Regions from separate parts of the Anser cygnoides genome. Here region 2 is linked to region 1. The links are chromatin contacts, called in public Hi-C maps. All regions are on one chromosome and are shown on one strand. The core of a region is the stretch at or near the end of the contact, and the rest is flanking DNA. Distances in the headings are between cores, read along the strand shown. Region 1 holds the start of LOC106037426 (P2R1A-PPP2R2A-interacting phosphatase regulator 1). Region 2 overlaps LOC106037436 (integrator complex subunit 6-like).

Region 1 (6,640 bases), core at 3,552-6,051:
TTAGAGGAAAAGTTGCAAGAAACTTTGACAAAAAATTCCTTTTAGTAAGAGGAAATAACTAATGTTATTAAACAATGTACCCTGGTCCTTTTGATAAGGGTTACCAAACCAATCTATGCAGTCCTGTGCAGGTGTTCTCAATTGGTCAAAATCACACCCTCCTATCACAATTCATAAGGTACTAAAGCCACAAGATATACTATATTTTCTCTGGGTTGAAGCTCTGTATTTTCAGATTAATAGTTTAAAGATTCAGATTTTGGGGAGTTGCAGTAACAGAAGCGTGATAAAATTTGAAATCACAAACGAATGTTTCTAAGAGGAGGAATTACTCATTCTGGGGGTCTCAAGCTCCGTGTTCTATCAGCCATTGTATTTTGTTATACCAGTTGTTGATTACAACAATCTGTTCTGACTTTTACATAACAAGAAATTTAAAATTGGAACATCACTGCATTTATTTCTTAAACTTCAGAAATAATTAGCACATTGCTTACCGAAAAATAATACATCTATACAATTAGTTTTCTTTGCTAACTACCTTTCTTACTCCATCTTAGAACATCGGCTTGCATTTTATAAACAAAGTTGTGATGACAATGAAATGCAATGAAGTGCAAGTACCAAACGGCCTATAAATAACATTTCCCTACAGCTACAGCATATTAACGTCAGCATAGAGCCTTGTTTCTGAAAATATGTGGTATTAGTTTCACAGATTACAACCTCATTTTATTCTTTCCTCCTGTTTGCACACTTCTGCTTTGGGCCGAATGTGGTTGTCTAATAGTTTTCTTACCAGACTGTGACGATTCATAACTGTGGTACTGTTCCTGCGGGTTCGCAACACGTTCGCCTGGAACACCTGTGAATTATCACTGTGAAAAGAAACACTTGTCAAATGCAAAAGCCATTTCCTTCCCATCAAACAGTACCTCTTATTGTAAGCTCAGTTTCAAATGCTATGACAGCGATTGTTTCAAGACAAAGCGCCTGAGAGACGCATATGTATGAACACTTCTAGCATGTTGGCTGAATGGAAACCAAATTGCTCTTCCACCCAAATCTCAACTACTTTAATTAATGATTTTAATTAATCACACTGAGACTGCAGAACAACTGAAAAATTAAGACTGATCATTTCTGTGGGAATTTATTGTGTTTGGAACAGCTACAGGCTTCAGACATCATTCAACAGAACAAATCTGTAACGGCATACAAACAGTAACTGGAAACTAGCTTGAGTGCCAGCAGCACAAAAAATCCAGCATCTCGATAACACTTATCACTACAAACGTTTAATAAGTTCTCAACTCTTCTTCAGCAGAGGTTAAATTAGGACTTTTTAAACTGCTTTCGCAGTATGCTTAAGACTTTTGACCCCAGTCATGTCTGTAATCGGGAAACAGCACATCAACTTAATAGCACAGGGTTCATTATTTGCCATAACCTGTGTTCCTTTCTCAAGGCAACTTTGTTTCTATTGATTCCTACAGTAAGTTTCTCTGGTCATCGCTAATGTTATCAAGTGTACTTAATGACAATGAGATTGAAGAAAAGAAATAAATTGTTGTGGTCACTAGAACATAAAATTTTGAGCTGCAACCCTGCAATCCTCATGCCTAAAAATCACTGAGGAATTGCATAGGCAAACAGATCCATACGTAAGGTTGTAATAAGATCCAAATAACAGGAATTCACTGGGTTGTATCTTTTTGTCTCAGCTACAACAAAAATACAGTCTCTTAAAACTAATCTGACCAAGAGTATTAGTGTGTTCTAAAGGCTGATATCATAATGCACTTTAAAGACATGACAGACAGAATCCTCCACTATGAAATGCACCAGTTGGACAAAAGTTTTAGATCGTTTTTATTCAGAGCTATATGAAAGCTAGCAAACCCATACTCAGAAGTAAGAGTCAATAGCAACTGTTCCAAGCACTGTGCTTTTCACCAAGAAGAATGTATTGCCTCTAAAACATCAAATACAACGATGACTGGCCATCATCTACTTTTTTCAAAGACATTTCACTCAATTTACACCCACAAGAAATCAAACATTTGCTCTTTGACAGGAAGTAGAACAGGAGGAATTCAAAGGGGCCGTGATTTGACATTTAGAGATGAGATTTACTGGCTGAGGCCAACAACTACAACTTCTCTTTAGTGTAAGCTTGCTGGCTGGTACACCAGTGCACAGCACAGCATAAATGGTGCATGCTGAAATCCAGGTTTTGAATGGAAAAAAACAGGTTTGAAGGATTCTGTAACACATTGTCAGAGGCTGAGTCCAATATTCAGTGCTGACTAGAAGAGAAGAAAGGGAGAGGAAGGAAATATAAATATCCTTACCTTTATTTTCCCTTGCAAAAACACTAGAGAATTGGTCAGATCTCAGACTTATCTTTCACAGAAAATTCTTATAGTTCCCAATAAAAAAGAAAACAAAGCAATTTGATTTAGCATGAGAATAGGAATCAAAAGTTCTGTGAAAGGTACATTCTGTGATCTAAAATATTCACCTGGAGACGTTCTCTGGCTCTACAGCACCTCTTTCTCTACGCTTCTTACTAAATCTGTTAACGAGGAAATCAAGTCAGTAGGCAGTGACGGAGCAGAAAGAGCAAGCTGTCCAAGAGCAAGAGCTTTTGTTTCAGTTTACCCAACAAAGCCGTTCTGGGAAAAAAATGAAGTTTCTTGCCAAGAGCTGTAATCTTGCAAAAACAGTTTTCTACTGGAAAATTCCTAACTAGCAGGCAAACCACTGCAACCACCTGAAATTAGTTCAGTGGGATTTTGGTTTAATCTCTATAAACACCTAGTGTAGTATACACGCCGTTTTACAGCAAAAGCTCAGGCTATATGCCCTGAACTTGACTTGAACAGTTTGTTTACAGCACGATTATTAGATGCTGGGCTGTTTCTTTCACTTGCCTGTTTTGTATTTTTAAAAAGTAGAGCGTCTCAGAGTTCATAAGGAACAACTTATAAGGCTAAGCTTATAAGAACACCTATGTCTCGGTTACATAATTAGTTTACCTGCTCAGAAATCTGCCTGAGGAACAACTACCATTCACAATACCTCTGTACTGCATCAAACTGTAAAATGATAGCGGCTTATTAAAATTATATAAAAGAAATACAATGTTTACTTTTAAATCACGACTGAGTAGCAAAAGCACTAATTTTCTCTGAACTGTAGAGCAGTCAGTTGTTTTGGTACAACATTTATGAGAGATTTATTCATCAATTGATATCTTTTTCTTTACAGAAACATGAAGTTTAAGGAGAAAAAAAAAGACGTACTTATATATTATGCTATCTTTTACAAAAGTTTAGTATCAATATGCTCTCTCACCTGTGGACATACTGCTAGTAGAAGCACATAGCCCACCTTGAAGTTAGATGTTACTGACATCATCTAAGAGATGTGGGGGCATCCCCCAACTTCACAAACTGCCCCAAAGAGGCAGGAAATAGCACTTTGAGTTATAAAGTTACCCAAACACGAAACTATCATAGACTGGGTCAGGTTGGAAGAGACCACAGATATCACCCAGTTCCACCAGACCAGGTTGCTCAAAGCCCCGTCCAGCCTGGCCTTGAACACTTCCAGGGATGGGGCATCCACAGCTTCCCTAAGGCAACCCGGTCTGGCGTCAAAGAAAGCACGCGACAGACCTGCACGTCTGAGAGCTTTGCTCTTAGCCCTTGCCTGTGTATCGGCCAAGGAGAGCTTGACAGAGAACACCGTGCAAAAACTCGAGCCCCCTGCAAATACCAGCCGCTGTCACGCTAATGGCAACGTCCAAACAAAACTACCCACCCCACCCCGCGTGCTTCTCCCAGTATTGCATACTAACAGAACCAGTATCAGCCAGGACACTCCACAGGACATCCGACACCGTTTAACACTAGAAGCGCAACTCGTGTAACTGAAGGGTCCCATCAAACTACGTTCCTCGCTGTCGCTGCCAGCTGTTCCAGCAGCACTTACTGCTGTAATCGCACAGAGGGCTGTGACTTGTGCCGGACTCGGGCAGCTCCGGCAGCGGCACAGGTCGTTGCTTCAGCCACTGCAGCGGCCGCAGCCCAGTTGCCGTGCAGGGCACCAAGGGGTCTCAGCCCCAAAACCCACGGCGGGGCCGGAGGGCAGCGAGGGGAGCTCTGAGGAGGGCGCAGCTCGGCCGGCGGGGCTCCGGGCGCCCGGCCTAACCTCCCCCCGGCACCGGCCGAGGGCTCCGGGCCCAGAGCCCCGCCGAGCGGAGCGGTGCGGGCCGGGCCGGGCCGGGCCGCGCTCACCTGAGCCCGTGGATGAGGGGGGCGCTGTTGGATCTCCTCAGGCCGCCCCCGTCGCTCGGGGCCGCGGCGCTCCCCGGCGGCAGCTCCAGGTCCAGCTCCATTTTCTCCTGAGCCATCGCGGCTCCGGCCCCGGCCCCGGCCCCGGCTGCGGCTGCGTCGTCCCGCTCCGCCGCGACGCCCATTCACTGCCGGCGCCCGCCGCGGCTCCTCATCTCGCGCCGCCGCCGCTGCTCCCCACGGCGCGGTGCGGCCGCCCCTACAGGCCCCGCGGGCGGCGCCGCGGGCAGGGGCCGGGGGCGCGCCGGGCCCGCCGAGGGGGGCGGCCCCAGCAGCGCCCCATGCCGGGGGCAGCCCTACAGGCCCCTACAGGCCCCTTCCCGGCCCCGCGGCTCCCGGGGCCGCCGCCGCCTGCGGACGGGACGGGACGGGACGGGACAGGCGCGGAGGGCAGGGCACGGGAGCGGAGCGAGCGCCTCAGGCCCGATGCCCCCCCCCCCCCCCCCTCCGCCGCCGGCCGCGCATGCGCCGCCGGGAGCCCCGCACGGCGCCCCGAGCCCGGGGCCCGCGCCTGCGCCGAGCCCCCGCGGCCCCGGGGGACCTCGGGGAGCGGGGTCCCGCCGGGGAAGGGTTTATGATTTATGATCTATAATTTTTACTTTTGCTGTTCTGTGCAGGCTCGGCTGTCTCTGCATCGGTTTGCATTGCAGGTGAGATTTGCAGGCAGGCTTTCCGAACAAAAGTAAGCGGAGAAGAAAGGCGGGTTATAGATAAGTACCATTTTTTTCCATAAATCCCACGCGTAGTAAATTATTCAAGATAGCATTTTTGTAACTTCAGTCGGCTGTGCGCATTCCACCCGCTGGGATATTTCCCCGGTATTTTAAAATATTCCTGCTTTGTCACCCAGGCCATAACTCTTCGTGCCCGCTCGTCCCTCTGCATCATGATCTTTCTCCCCGTCGCTGCTTCCCCACGCTGAATTTCCATCCTTCACCTGTACCCTCCCAAGGCTCTGTTTAATATATTCTGTCCGTTCTTAATCCCTGTTCCCATGGTAATTTGCCCTGTTTCTCTTACTCAGACCTTTGTGATTTCCTCATTTCAGCCTTTCGTCTCATTCTGTTCCATAGCACAGCTCTTCCACAGCCACATCCCCTTTTTTCCGCCTCGTTACCCTCCTCTTCCCAGGCCTTAGATGCCCACCTGGACGGCCACCACTTTCTTTCATATATGTTCCCATTAAGGTTCTCAAGCTTGTAGTAAAGCCCCGGTCAGGTAGCAGGTTGTGGTGGTGGTGCCTGGCACTTACAAAATTTGAGTCTGTGAAGCAGGTGTTTTTGAGCTCTCAGCCACATTTTGGATGCTGTTGACTTTTTCCAGGTACATAGCATTTGAAGCTTTTTGCTGTCTAGTAAAATCCCACATAGTTGCGTGATGTAGTCACATTTTGCAGGTGTTTTTTATATTAGCAGAGCCAACAGAGGCATGAATATATTTCCATTCCAGGCTAGCTGTTTTCACTCAAATTGACTTTTTGGCACTCTTCAGCTGTCATAAAGTGCTTGTGCTGAAGCACTAGACAAGGAGAATGGGGCAAGATCTTTAATAAAGCTTAAAAATATGGTGTTGCTTTTAGTGAATGGTGGCAGTAAGAAGTGATTAACAGCTTTTTTTTTCCTCTTGAGGTACTAGATCCTATTTTTCCAGTTAAACAGACTGACCATAATTACCAGAAATGAAGCATGATAAGGCTTTAGGTTATTTACCTTATCTTGTTGATCTTCAGAGGAGACAGGAATTCTGTATCATCTCACAGAAACGTGTCACTACTGGCTACAATATATCATAGCGTAAGCAGTGGCACAAGGCTGTAAAAGGTTTTCCTTCTGCAATTATACAAGGCAGGGAACTTTGTCTCCACGTTTTTCAATAGAAGCATATTGATAAAGCTTGAAAATACTCTAAGTGTACTATGTGTGGGCCCTGTTAAGTCATCTCAGATACACAGTAGGCACAAAGTTCTTCAATAGCATCAGTATAACACAAGAAATACTAAACTTCAACAAAAACAGTTGATTAGAGTCCTGCATTGAGCGCAGAACAATGGAAAGCATTTGATTCAGTCTTTATTGACAAAAAATGCAAGCAGGTACCTAATAAATAGCACACTGTATGGACAGTTGTACTCAGTTATCTAAGATCATCTACATTCAGTCCTTTTCAAGTAGCAGAATAATTTATGCAGCCATATTTGCACTTAAAGTTGAAATAGCAAGAACTTAAAGTTTTCCATACCACCTTTTTCTATGCTTAACGCTCTTGGAAAAAAAAAAAAA
Region 2 (6,836 bases), core at 908-3,407, 80 kb before region 1:
GGAAACTGTATCTTGAGCACTTGCAAAGTTTAGGAAGAGAACATGCCTAGCAAGAGAGACACCTAGAAAGCCTAGCGAGATAAGCCAAATGCATGATTGTTTCATTAAGAAAGGATGAATGAAGTTAATGATCTTTTTATCTCATTTTCTGAATGGGTAACTCTTCTACTTCAGTTTTAATTCCTTCTGCTAGTGAAAGAAGAGTCCACATCTGAAGTACTAAAAAAAAATATGGTTGATCTATCCTCCTTATCAAAAATAAATACGCCGTTGTTCCATCCAAAATGGATTTTATATCACAAATTTTAGTCAGAAGCTTTATATGAAGTAATTCGGAGTTCAATTTTATAATCTTTTGAAGATTTTTTTAAACCAAACTAATCAACCATACACATGGAAGTAATGCTTCCAGATAAAAAAAGTAAAATAAAAATCACAGCATACAGTATCTACATTAGATTATACTACTCTGTTAAAAAGTTTTAACTATTGTTTTCAAGCAAAGACAGATTGCATTAGCAAACACAAAGTCAAAAATTTCTTGATTATTAATTTTCAGTCTGTTTAAGTAGGTGTAGAATCTTTTTTTCAGTTCTTGACTTACCAGTGTTGGTGAATTCTGATCAGGCCAAAAAGATTCTGGGATTGGCCAATGCCCAACAGGAACACCAGTTTTAGGGTTAGGCCGTACATAAATGAGCTTATGACAACTATGCCACGGTTGAGAAGCAAATGAATTGATGGGTCTGGATGAATCAACAAGTCCATCTAAAATTTAAACAAAGCAAAATAAAAAATAAAATAAAAAGCTACATGGCATGCATTTGTCTCCCAGGAAAATTTTTCTATTAGCAACCAATACGATGTTTCACTACGACTGTTTCAAAGACACAGGATCTTCACATCAGCGGCTGAAAAAACCACCTATCAAAGCATAGAACAACATCATCTGAGAAAAAATGTAAACATTTGCCCACATCCACCCTTCTGCTCCTGTGGCACAGCAATTAGCTGATTAGTGCAGCAGGGTACTTTCATATTACGGAAAATGTTATTTGGGTCTGCTTATTCACCCAAGTTCAGTACTTTGACATACATCTGATATGCAACAGCAAGTCTACCATTTTCAGTTCTGCTGCACCTGTAAAGACCAGTAATTTGCATTTACAGCCTTTCTATATGGGATGCAAAGCTCACTGACTGATGTTGCCACTCATGGAAACTGAAAGTGAAGAAAAGTTTCATGGAGAAGTCAGATGCATCTGGCAGGAGCAGCTTTTGTCACATTTTTAATTAGTAAGAAGTCACAAATCACTTAAAGCCCGCTGTCCACTGGGAAGAGCAGTGTTCTGTCAGTCCATTGTGAGGTACCAGCACAGACTTCCTCCACACTGAGCACAAAGAAGTCTGTAGCAGTACAGAATCTCAGAATTATTTTTCAAAGACTGCTCTTCAAGGCAAGTGACACAGAAGGGATCATGTATTCCAAGACTCTTTTTCATCTGAAGAACATTTTACTCTACTGAATTGCCCTGCTTTAAACAGCTAGCCAATAATACTGTGCAAAACACCTTTCAGTTACATACCAGTTTTATTTCTCTGCATTGTATGTACAGTGATTTTTAAAACTTTGGTGAACAGCATCGCATTTCTCTTCAGTTGACGATTTCCACTATTTATGTAAAGACAGAAGCTCTCAATCTTTTTGTGCATATGTACTCACAGCACATTACCATTTAAAATGTGACAAAAGAAAAAAAAAAACATTTCCACCAGCTGTTTTGCCACATAGAAGAACATTTGTGCCAACAGAGACCCAAGAATCTGCTGAAGTGCTACCCTGCAAGGCCTTACAGGAAAGCCTTAAGCATACTTACAATAGAACGACATTACTAAGCAAAAAGAGAAAAAAATATATAAAGCAAGAAAAAGGTGATTAAAAAACGAAAGGAAAGTAGGGGTAAAACTGGCTGTGCTAGTGTGCTCGGGGACCCTAAAAGCTATTAAGCTTCTGACGTTCCAGAAACCTCCTCATTTCCTAACTATAAACTGGTCAGCTCTCTCCTTCCTTTCAGCCATGAAGTTCTGCAAATCCTAAAGATTTGTCCACATTAAGAATGCATTTTTCTATTCCGTTATGTACTTTACTTGCAGCTATCAAAATAATTCCTTGTTCTCTGCACTGAGTTTTTCACTTGCAGCTACGAACACTCAATTGAAGTTTACTGTATTTCGGATCAATTAACAGAACGAAAATGTCCAGCAAATTCAGCGCTGAAATTACTTCACAAATGATTACGGACTCAAATACACTAGTCCCAAACTTATTTCATTTCAAACAAAGTTTTGACAGCAGCAATTCAAACTTTACCACTTCCTACAAATATTCACTTCCCTCTGTTACTTCTTTCAGCCCTCCAAAAAGAGAGTTTAAAAAAGGTGACAGGAGAGCTAGCAGTAGCAGGCAGGTAGATTATCCATTCAAGTCCGTGCAAACATACAGCACTTTTTAACTTACCGAGTTAAAATATAATGAAAAATGTAGCTAAGACAAGGCTAAACAAACAACCCTAAAGTTATGAAAAGTACATCCACAGTGATCTGGGGTAATTAAAGAGAAATCAGAACTCTACCGCTGAAGCACATAAGCTCTATAGCTTAATCACTTTTTTAGACTAGGCATCTGATAAATCCTGTGCACTACAGTGAAAAGCTAAAAGGAAGAAAATTTAAGACACTAAAGGGGATTTACATGCACATACAACACGTTTTTTTTTTTTAAACATTAACAGGAACAAGTGGTTACTGTACCTTCTCCAATAGGAGCTGGATCTGGTCCTGATTTTTCAAAGTTAATAACAACTCCACTTTGGACTTTCTGAACTAGAGATTCTAAACATTGATTCAACATTCTTTGTGTCCGAACACAGTAGGAACGACCTATACAAGAGATCATTAAGATTACTCAGAGCTTGCTTTCATATTTCCCCTCTGTAATTTAAGAAAGACATTTTGTTACGTAAGCCATACTGCCAAGACTTTCAGCTTTATCTAAAATAATAGCAACAAGATTAGTAGTAGTTGATGTTAAATACTTTTCAAATGCAATTAAACCAAAGAAGAAAAAAAAAACAACCTGCTTAGATTTTACTATTTGCTTAAAAAATAAAAAAGCCATGAAGGCGAAATCAGGTTGGACCAAGGCCAAGTTTATAAAGGCCCTTAACAATCTCCAATTTCACGAAGTCTGCATGCCCTATCTGCTTTTGTCTACCCAAACTTAATCAACTCCAATACATCCCCGAACTTCCTCTCCCATGCAACACTTTCAAGCACCAATTTAACAAAAATTCTGATGACGATCTTGAGGAACAGACTCCAGAATTAATCATTTTAAGATTAAATTTAGCTTAATAGCCCTTTAGCAGAATTAAAATCCCTGTAATACGTCTCCACCTCAACATTTAAATAACAAATCTCATGAGTGAGCAACATCAACTTCTGAAGGACAATCCAAGAATTTTTCAAATCCCTCCTACTAGTGCTTGAGAAAATGATCTAGATCTAAAATATGAATATGGTTTTATTTTAAAGTTCTCCTGTGCAACAGGAAACCAAGCTCAAGAAGCACCACACAGATTCAGATGGACACTGAGTAATTCATATGAAAAAAAGCTAGAGGTGAAGATTCATCAAAGGGAAATAAATGTTTTAAGGCAAATGACAAACATAAGCCAAAGCAAAGTAATATCCAGTTACCTCCTGTAACTTCACACATCTGTGTGATAGCAGATTCATCGGTAGGCACACTCCCAAGCTGCTCTGGTTCAGCAGATGCAGCTCCGGGCAAACGCAGCACTAGAGCAAACAGTCTTTGATCCCAACGAAATGGTTCTTTGGTTAGTTCACTTCCAGGCAAAGGAGAATTCAAAGGAAGATGAAGCTGTTAAAGGAAGATTTAGGAGTATTTTCATGTATTTGACAAGACATCTAAAAACATAATATCAAAATTTATCCATTACTCTGCAAAGGACTCCCTTTCTCTTCTATCCACTAGTTATCTGAAGCTATAGTTTGGAAATCCACCTGGGCTATGAATTTAGGGGTTTGGGCAACAACAGCATAGCTAGTTGCTCTTCTCTGTAGAATAGGCTGATGGAACAGAGGTACTCTTTGCAGGATAAAAACAATTAGCATTCATCTCAGCATAGTGCCAACTTGCAAGATCATAATTCGAAAGAATTTAATCCAAGTTTACCTCCTCTTGAACTCCAGCTGTATTTGTCAGTTTGTTTCCATCTGTGATGGTAATCAAAATAGATGGCTCCAAAAAGAATGGATTTCTTCCCTAGAGACAAAAGCACAGGAATGCTAGGAGTAACCTTAACACTCAGTTGTAGATTATTGTCACTATAAAGTAAGCAATAAGATGAGCAATTTTTCAGAACCCTGAAGTTTTCTTTCAACAGGTGTGGAACCACACAGAACTATGTGAGAAGTGCTACTCTGCACGTGCACACACAGGCATTCTAAACACATTTTTAGAATTACTGATCTTTTTCCTCCAGTAATGGCCACAAACCCTTCTACTCCACAAAAGGAATAAGTAAGTTAATACATAGCAACTCAGTGAACTCAGTAATTTATGGTGGCAGTGCGGAAAAAACAGAGTACTTTTAACTGGAATTTCCAAATGTGAGAAAAGGGAAAGGCAGGACAAACTACAGACAGAATAAAACTGAAAAGCAGATGTGCTGCCATCCAGTGTACATGCTCCAATGCAGCAACTGTACATCTATACTCTGGGTTATTTACATTACTGCTTTGTAGTTCAAAAAGAAAAAAAGTGCTAGTGTATTTCATGGTATGCTCAGAAAATGTAAAACGAAAAACAATTTACTTTCAAGATTTAACACACAAGCTATCCAAAAGAACAATTACAAAACAGAAAAAGCAAAAAGATATACTTGAACCACCAAAATCCCTCCCTACTATAATTGAGAACCATACACAAATAAAAAGGAAGACTAGAAAGAGATTGTTACCTGTCCGTAGTTGTCTATTCCAGACACTAATCTATTGAGATTTAACAAGTCAAATGAAGATCTGAGTGCCTGACCAAGGGTTGTTAGTCCTGATGCCTGCAGATTTTTCAGTTCATTCATAAACGTTGCGTGGTTTTCTTTCCACCCAGCCTGTTACATAAAACAAAAAAGCTTTTCAGTTTTGCAACAACTAGAATCAACTGTGAGTTGACAACAACCTCCCTTCCCACCAGAAAAAGGATATCCCTCATTGTTCAATCTACTGCATCACTTACACATTACACACACCTAATCCATGTCTGCAGAACTTGATGTGAAATATACAGTATATATACAATGGGATACTGACAAAATACACACATTAGTGCTTGAAGAGCACTAAAGAGCAACGACAAAAGATACAAGCAGCAGCGTCTTTGCTTCTCCTGTCTTATGCCCACCTCCCTTCCATCCTTTCCTCCACAAATCAAGACTAGAAGAAAGGATGCACATGCAACGTGCATATGCATATACAGGAGTTAAAAATCTAACAGTAACAGTTAAAAAGAAAGAAAAGAAGCAGCAGTAACGACTGTCACCTTTGCTCCCTAGTGACATATTCTCCCTCCCACAATTTCTCCAAGTAGGAAGTATATAAACATACGAGTTTAGTTCATATGCTTATTTTTAATATACCATGTGACTCTTGCTTAACTTTACTGTTTTTCTTGTTTTTCTTCCCCATGGGTTCATTTCATGGCATTTAATTTAATTAAGTTCATTTACCACTTTTACCATTTCAGTTACCATAAGGAGAATTACCAGGAACAGGTTTGGGTCAGGTTTGCTTTCCTCAACCAAGTCAAGAGTCGTATCAGTGCAGGGGGAGAAGAAAAACACTGCACTGGGCAAAGGAAGGACAAGACTGGCTTAGCTTCATCACCAAACCGCACTCAAAGTTCAGAGGCACTGTGCAGCGTGGGTTCAATCAGACAGGTCAGTGTCAATACAACACCATCCGTTCCCTCCCAGCTGTGCCTTAACAAAATACGGCATCTCATCAGCTGGGCCACTGCAACTCCCCACGCATGCTCTTAGCCCAAGGCAAGCAACAAGTGCCAACGTGGGCTCCCCCTTTTGGAGAAGCATTAATCATCTTTTACCTCCACCCCCAAAGTACACCACCACCAAATCCCAACAAGATGTGTTATCCTAAAAAAATGTTTAATGAAAATTTGCAACTAACGAACAGTGTCTCTAGCTTATCTCAAGTCTCAGGAAAACCCCCCGAGAGGTCACTGCCCCAGGAGTATTCATCACTTGCTGTTCTGCCTGTCCCGAGGTCTCCGACGGCAAAGTCCCCAAACGCGCACTTTGAGTACCTCAGCTCAGAAAGCACAGAGGGTTCCAGATCTCCAGATGAAACGTCAGAGCATACATCATCCCCTAACGAACAACTGCCGTTCTTCAGATCCCTAGCTTTGTCATTCTGAGTGAGCTCTGTGCCAAGCTGGGGAGGGTTTCCCCAGCCAAAATCCAGAACTTCTCCTTTAAGTGAGCAATTAGAAAAAACTTCTTGTATGAACTCTATCAACGCTTCAGTGCAAGCGAAACTGCTACATTTGGCCTGGCACAAAACAGCTATCGAACGAGTAACGTTTCTTGGGAACAGCCAGGTTGTAGTTCAAAAGGTGTTTTTCCACCCGACTGCTATTTGAGTTGCCTTGCAGCAAAGACACATCAGGGAGTAAAACATTTACAAAGGAAACACTATTCCTAACCTGCAACTCTACATGTGAACTCTAATGAATT

The links. Hi-C and Micro-C count contacts between places; a contact is called where the count stands out from the background.
Region 2: a Hi-C map of liver shows a contact between it and region 1, with 2.4 times the contacts expected there. The contact joins the enhancer-like site here to the promoter of LOC106037426 in region 1. A contact is called at or near these places in 3 of 7 Hi-C or Micro-C datasets (fetal liver and liver).

Annotation. Positions count from the first base shown.
Region 1 is chr13:14,076,365-14,083,004 of Taihu_goose_T2T_genome, reverse strand. It overlaps LOC106037426 (P2R1A-PPP2R2A-interacting phosphatase regulator 1), which reads right to left and starts at 4,801. Exons shown (of 10, transcript XM_048076428.2): 1 at 4,305-4,801; 2 at 800-878. The coding sequence starts at 4,486.
Region 2 is chr13:14,153,717-14,160,552 of Taihu_goose_T2T_genome, reverse strand. It overlaps LOC106037436 (integrator complex subunit 6-like), which reads right to left. Exons shown (of 19, transcript XR_010834853.1): 3 at 5,046-5,195; 4 at 4,259-4,348; 5 at 3,760-3,943; 6 at 2,812-2,940; 7 at 605-768. Among named protein-coding and RNA genes, the nearest start is that of SLC9A6, 33 kb to the left of the region's middle. Within about 2 kb of position 2,157, at least 1 of the 3 cell types and tissues checked has open chromatin away from gene starts, as enhancers often do. A contact at or near this core is called in liver, where this site is marked.